2 separate regions of the Sus scrofa genome follow, and region 1 is linked to region 2. A link is a contact called in public HiChIP or PLAC-seq data. All regions are on one chromosome and are shown on one strand. Each heading gives the region's core, a stretch centred on a gene start, on an enhancer-like site or on the middle of the called end of the contact. The rest is flanking DNA. Distances are from core to core; before and after follow the strand shown.

Evidence for each region. HiChIP or PLAC-seq counts read pairs in DNA pulled down with a chosen protein or histone mark.
Region 1: an H3K27ac HiChIP or PLAC-seq map of alveolar macrophages shows a contact between it and region 2. The contact joins two enhancer-like sites. A contact is called at or near these places in 2 of 2 datasets of contacts at active chromatin or transcription factors (alveolar macrophages and skeletal muscle).

The regions. Positions count from the first base shown.
Region 1 is chr3:9,610,732-9,614,201 of Sscrofa11.1, reverse strand. The region is part of intron 14 of CUX1 (protein CASP); the gene reads right to left. Among named protein-coding and RNA genes, the nearest start is that of SH2B2, 58 kb to the left of the region's middle. Within about 2 kb of position 2,016, at least 10 of the 83 cell types and tissues checked have an H3K27ac peak or open chromatin away from gene starts, as enhancers often do. A contact at or near this core is called in alveolar macrophages, where this site is marked.
Region 2 is chr3:9,343,853-9,347,364 of Sscrofa11.1, reverse strand. The region is part of intron 1 of CUX1 (protein CASP); the gene reads right to left. Among named protein-coding and RNA genes, the nearest start is that of CUX1, 28 kb to the right of the region's middle. Within about 2 kb of position 1,629, at least 40 of the 83 cell types and tissues checked have an H3K27ac peak or open chromatin away from gene starts, as enhancers often do. A contact at or near this core is called in alveolar macrophages, where this site is marked.

The DNA of each region.
Region 1 (3,470 bases), core at 767-3,266, 270 kb before region 2:
CAAGTCACCCCTCAAGGGAGCGTGCGAGAAGCACACCCTCCTCTGCCAGCGTGCAGCCCAGTGGGGGCTGTCTGTGAAGCCCCAGCCGCCTCTCTGCACCCTGGAAGCCTCTCCTCTCAGGAAAGAGCCGCCCCCCGCAGGAAGGAGGCTTTGGGGGTGAGACAGGGCAGGCCGAGCATCCTGGGCCCGGTGCTGCCACGCACGCAGGGCACCCCAAAGGAACAAGGAGCCCCCTTCTGTCCTGCTGTCCATTATTTTTCTTATTGTATCCGCCTCAAGGCAGCAATAGTGTAACCTACATAAAGGACAAAATTCTTCTGTAATCCACTTTGCCTCTAGTATTTCAAAAGAATAAAAGGCTTTTAAAAAAATAAATTAGGGACTTTTGCTTTATAAAAAAAAAAAAATGGAGTTTCCACTGTGGCTCAGCAAGTTAAGAACCCAATGCGTATCCATGAAGAGGAGGGTTCGGTCCCTGGCCTCGCTCAGTGAGTTAAGGATCCGGCACTGTCATGAGCTATGGTGTAGGTCCCAGATGTGGCTCAGACCTGGTGTTGCTGTGGCTGCGGCACAGGTTGGCAGCTACATCTCTGATTGGACCCCTTGCCTGGGAACCTCCATATGCCGCGGGTGCGGCCTATCAAATAAAAAATAGTAGTAATAAAAAAAAAAAGACCTCTGAACTAGGGGCTTCTAATATTTTCACTATTTCCCAAAGCTTCCACACACATACCATGTCCTCACCCATCAATGAACCTCTGCCCACACAGAGCTTTCCCCCGGGAATGTCCTTCTCCCCGACCCCTTTGCCCTTCAAGGCCCAGCTTCCCCCTTGGGGCGCCCTCAGCACTACGCCCCACCCCACCCCCCGCCATGGGCCTGAGCACATACGTACCACGTGACAGACGACAGTAAGGTGGGTTGTGCCTGATCCCAGAAACCTGTCTTTTCTGATCTTAGAACAGAGGATTCCTTTATCTGGATGAAAGTAAAATGCCCTCATGCAGGGTCCACTCAAGAAAGAGAAATGAATGGGCACTTGGTTCCTCTTGCGGCCAACTTCATAGTCAGTGAGTGGGTGCAGGAAGCTCAGCCCCAGGAAAAAAGAGCAGTGGCCCCTGCTTAGGGAGGACACATCCAGAATTCTCTTTTGTTTCTGCTGTTGTCTATGGCCATGTATAAATCAGTTATGTATATATGAATCTTTTCAGCTATTCAAAATAAATGAGGGTAAGAATATATATATATATTTTTTTATGGCTCCACCAGGGGGGATCAAACCTGTGCCACAGCAGCAGCCCAAGACACAGCAGTGACAAGGTCGGATCTTCAACCTGCTAGGCCACCAGGGTACTCCCAAGGATAATTCTTTTTAGAGAGCATCAACAGTTACTTTCCTGATTTATTTCCATGAAAGAGAAGCGGGGGAAAAAGAAAAAAGAAGAAAGAAAGAAAAACAAAACAAAGCAGATCAGACCGAGTCTAGGGCAATGAATGAAGCGTCTTGCCTGCTTGAGACGGCGCCATGGAATCTTCTGGGGGTACAGCTAAGCCCTTTCCTTTTCCTCTTAATGTGTTATCCCACTGCCCCTCCCTGACTTAGTCATTAGAATTGAGGAACTGACTGCTTATTCAAGGAAGCTGCATCAGGGTCCTATTGCTGAGTTCAAAGCGCTGAAACGGTAAACACGTCCTCCGGGTCGGTCCGTGGGTACCAAGCGGAGCCATTACGCAGGTCAAGAAGGAAAGCTGGCCTGTCCCTACTGGGGGCGGGGAGGGGGCTGCGTACGGCCACATACAGCCTGTTACCCTGTGGTCCCCGTGTCAGGGAGGGTCACACGGGACCACCCACGTTAGAGATGGACTAACAGCTGCCGCCTTCTCGAGAGGCAACTGGTGCTCTGCTGTGTGAGAACAGCGACGTGGAGCCATGGAATTCTCCATGGGCGGAGACTTGGAAGCCACAGTTCCTGCCTGACACGCTGGGAAAAAGCTGGGTACTTTATAATTAATCCGAAGAGGCCAGGCCAGCCTCTCCCTTAGTACAGCTGGCAGGGAAGCTTGTTAGCTACTGCAACGAAACACTCCCCCAGCACAAAGTCACAAGGCTGAGTCGGTGGGTGTGGGTGGCGGGTGACTCCTCTCTGCGTTCTCCCTAATGCAATGACTAAGTCGCATCCAGGAAAATTTGTTCCTTCCTCTTTCCTTCTCCCCCTTTGAGAGTCGTCTCCTGTCTCCTTTCCCTTGGGGCAAATAGATTAATCACACCAAGGAGCCATGAATAAGAAATGAGCTTTAAGGAATGAAAAGGAAAAAAAAAAATCCAATCTCAGATCATATCTATGTACCTACCTACCCACAGACACACACCCCTTCATTCCATCTCATGGTTTTCTTCCTTTTAAAAAACCCTGTCGGAATTCCCTGGTGGCTTTGCGGGTAGAGGATCCAGCTATGGCTTGAGTTCAATTCCTGCCCTGGAAGACTCCACGTACCACAGGTGCGGCCAAAAAACCAAAACCAAAACCAAAAACCAACCAACCAACCAAACGACAACAAAATCCCACAACAGCCCTGCTAACCGATAAGCAAACACTGGGGGCCACACTCGAAGAAAACCAGGCTGATGGGGCCCCTCCCTTCTTCTGAGAGCGCGCCCCCTGCGCCTGGCGTGTTGCTACAGTCAGCAGTGTGGGGCCACTAATGGATAAGAGCTGGGATGGGAGACAGACGAAAGGGAGACCCCGAAAACCGAGCCCAAAGCACCCCTGCGCCTCCGCCTTCAGACAGGCCTGCTGCATTAGGGCAAAGGCAGCCCGAGACGCCAGCTCAGAACTGCTGGTGGGAAACCGGACTACAGGGAACAGAGGAGCAGGTAACTGCTCTGAAGTCCTGTCCTTTGCAAACCGTTTTTGCTTTTTCTTTTTCTCTCTCTTCTCTTTCTTTCTTTCTCTTTCTTTCTCTCTCTCTCTCTCTTTCTTTTTTTAAAATCACTCCCCCTCTGTTCTCCTTACTCTTCATCGAGGCATCAATAGCTTCCAAAATCAGCATGGGTCACTTGCTGAAAACAGCACGGATGTCCCCCCATGTCCAAGCCCATTCACCCCAATGCTGGGATCATCAAAGGAGCATTTAGAAACGGTGACATCCTCCGGGAGGAAAAAAAACGAAGACGCACTAGACCCTGCAGCCTCTCTCTCTCCTTTACCGTAAAACCCATGGGCAAGTCTGAGATACCGATCTTAGGGAAAACGGAGATGGCGAGGGCAGCAGAGCTGGGCAGAGAGAGGCCGACAGGAATCCTCAGTGAGGAAAACATTCCCGTGTCAGCAGTTTGCTGTTTAGATGAGCGAGGCCCTCCACTCCCAGGGCACCTCATCGCCATGGTAACTACGGGCAGAGCCAGGCATGGGAGCCGCGCCATCTCTGCTCAGACCTGGGCTGTGGCCGGAGGGCGGGTCTCCCATGGC
Region 2 (3,512 bases), core at 380-2,879:
CCTTCAGGTTAGTTCTGTCAGCTGGTCAAAGGCAAGGCCGCAGCTCGTCCCCAGCCAGAATGGAGACAAGAACCCCTCATCTGTTGGTGAAGCTCATGAAATAGCCTGCCTCGGGGCAGAGGGGGGCTCCCCTGGCCTCACTGAGAAGGAGGTCAGTTCGGCAGGTCTGGTGAGGCTTCGGGTTTAGTGTCTTCCGTCAGTTTGCACGTGGACGGCTAGTCGTACAGACACTGCACAGCTGGCTGCTAGACACAGCGCACCCTAGCCACCGTGCTCGAGGTGGAGCAGGCAGGAAAACTGAGGGCACAGACGCGGATGCACAATTCGCCCAACACGCAGGCGGACTCCACAGAGCCGCGAGGGCCTCCACGCCGGCTCCCGCAGCCAGACACCCCGCCCCTGGCCTCGGCATCCTTACTGATGACCGATCTCCAAAAATCACCAGGAACAGCTAAGGGGGAAAAACCCTGCCCCGTTCCCCCGCCCCCCAAAAATCCAAAAACAAAAGGAGCAATTCTGAAGCCTCCCTGCAATTCTGCGAAGCCACAGGAGGGCTATGTCGTTCCTGGTAATGGGGGGACAGCCTAGTCGGCCGGGCCGAGTGGGGCCGGAGGAGCTGGGTCAGCCCCTCCCACCTCCGGCGTGGGGAGACCAGGCCCTCTGCGCCCAGCACATCCATCCGCCACTGGTTAAGTCCCAGCCTCCTGCTTCACCTGATTCCAACCTCACGCTGCTTTATTTAATTCAAAACAGCTGATTTCAGAGGCGTTCATCTTTCATTCTAGTCCACATCATTCCAAAAGCCGACTATTAAGTAAGAGCGGTGAAAGGCCTTTCTGTGTTGAAAACATCTTTTATGTGTTGAAAGTGGATGAAAGCCATGCATTTTGACTCCTGGAAAAAAAAAAAAGCATTTCTTTTTATTTCAAGAGGTATTTCAAAACTATGACATTTATTGAATGCGGTGCCTATTCTATGCGTGGCACCGTGGGAGGTGCCGAGGCCCGAGGCAAGCACAGCCCCTGCGCAGAGAAGCTGACCCCCCTGCACAAAACAAAGACCCAGAGGACAGTCGTCCTGGGTGCGGCCAGGGCAGAAATATAGGGCAGCCCCGGAGTGCCCCAGGGGTCAGAGAAGGACAGATTCCACCCGCTGGAGGGGGTCGGAAGGGCTTCATTCAAACAGAAACAGGAACTTGAGCCGAGCAGGCCTGCAGAGGCAGAAGGGAGAGGATGGAGGAGGAGGCTGCTGGGGGGGGCGGGCAGGTCCGAACACCCAGGGGCCCGTGGGCTGCACGTGGGGGAGCCAAGGAGGCGGCAGCCCCAGAGCGAGGGGACACCAGGAGGTCAAGGAGGATGCGGAGGGGTCACAGGATTCTTCTGGCTGCAAGAAAGCAGTTTCGGTTTAAGGATGAAGAGGGAACCGGGAGAAGAGAGGTCCCTAGGCGCTTCCTCAAGCGCCCCGGCAGTGGCCCCGCGGCAGGGCCCCCCCGCCGCCCCAACGTCCCCACGCCGGAGAGGCAGTTGAAGTGGGGCCGCTTTGGAAGCCAGCGACCGCAAGGAGGAAGCGTTCCCTGGGCCTGCAGGAAACAGGTTGTGTGGCTGCGTCTGTCCGGTGGGAGAGGCCCAGCCCTGGAAGGGTTTCCAGCCAGAGGCGGTGAGGTCTGTCCGCCCGCGTCATCGCTCTGTGACGTCCCCTCCCTTTGCAGACCCAGGCGACTCCCCGACCGGCCCGTGTTTAGGGCCCTCGCTGGGGGAGTGGAGAACACTGGCTCGGACCAGCGACGACGGAGCTCAGAGAGCGCGGATGAAGACGCAGCTCCGATGAGAGGAACAAGCTGCCACGGAGCACTAACCTTCTGATGGGTGCGTATCCCAAGGACTTAAGACTGGTGGCGACTGGCACGCTTGCAGCTGACCTCGGGGGTCTCTTTACGCAGGGGGAGCACACGAAGTACCAGACTGAGCGCCGTGACTTAAATTGGGACACGCCCACTGTGCCACCTGCACACTGAGGTAAAACACTACCTCTCGCCAAGCCTCCTCTCCGTCATCCGAGGAGACCTGAGACGCTGCCGAGAAAGAATCCACAGCCCCCTAGGCGGCCCCTGGCAGGCAAGGCCACCGGGCCAGACGAAGGGGGTTCAGGATCACCGCAGAGGAATAAGGGGTTGCCGAGGAGACCGGGCTGCTGGGGCCCGGAGGGCAGAAAGGGCTTCTTAGGGAGGCAGGGGCTGAGCCGGGGGCTCCAAGGGACAGGGTCCCACCCTGCGAAAGGGGGAGAGGAGATCTGAGGCAGGAAGCGGGGCGTCCATGTGTTGGGGACGATTACAGGCGAGAGTCGAGAATAATGGGGTTGGGGGGACCAGGGCAGGAGATCAGCAGAGCCAGGCTGAGGCCGTTCTAGTCCCTGAGTGTGACAAGCCTCGGCTGAGAACGAGGTGCCACGTGGACACGAGCTGGGGCTGCCATACCTTAGTCCCCCAAGGACACCATGGTTAGGAGCTCCCATTTACAGAGCAGCACTTCACAGATTCTCCCTCTTTGTGGGCTTTTTTTTTTTTTTTTTTTTTTTTTGCCTTTTCTAGCGCCGCACCCGCAGCATATGGAGGCTCCCAGGCTAGGGGTTGAATCGGAGCTGTAGCCGCCGGCCTACACCACAGCCAGAGCCACAGCAACGCCAGATCCAAGTCACATCTGCGATCCACACCACAGCTCACGGCAATGCCGGATCCTGAACCCACTGAGCGAGGCCAGGGATCGAACCCGCAACCTCATGGTTCCTATTGGATTCGTTAACCACTGAGCCACGATGGGAACTCCCTTCTTTGTGTTTTTTAATAACCCAGTTAAGAAGGTCCCATCTTTTACCACCTAGTACCAGGCCTCAGGCTCCAAAGCCCACACACCTCCCTTCTTTCTGTCACAACCAAGGCCCCTGCACTATGAGGCCAGTGTCTGAGGCGTTTCAGGAAAAGCCTCTCTGAAGACAATTCCCAACATGTTCCTCCCAGGTCCCAGCCTGGCTGGAAGGAGCCCCCAAAAGACTGCTGTGAAAGACAAAACAGACGTGTCTCCTAGAAAACCAGTGTCGCCAGAGACGTAAAGCCTTCCCGTGTACGTTACATTTGGGATCTTGGAAATGTGTGACTTCCAGCCTCAAACTGGCAGCTTGACACCCAAGTTACCTCTGCTCCCTCGGGCACAGTAAGGTCTAGGCTTCCAGGAAGGGGGAGCAAAACAGAAGCCCACCAACGCTTAGAAGCCTTCTAGCCGCTGAACTAGGCACAGTAGCCTTAACAGACCAGAGAAAGCTCACAGCTTGGCCTCAAGACAGGCCTTCAGACTTCCAGCCTCAACCACCCCTCAGGGCAGGGAACCAGGGCCTTCTCAGGAGAAAGTGGGCACAGGCTCTGACACGTGGGGGGCTCCCCCCAGCAGAACACCTGGGCTGATCACTCACACTGAGGGCCACCAGTCGGCTGCCCGCAAGACCACCCCCCCCACCCCACC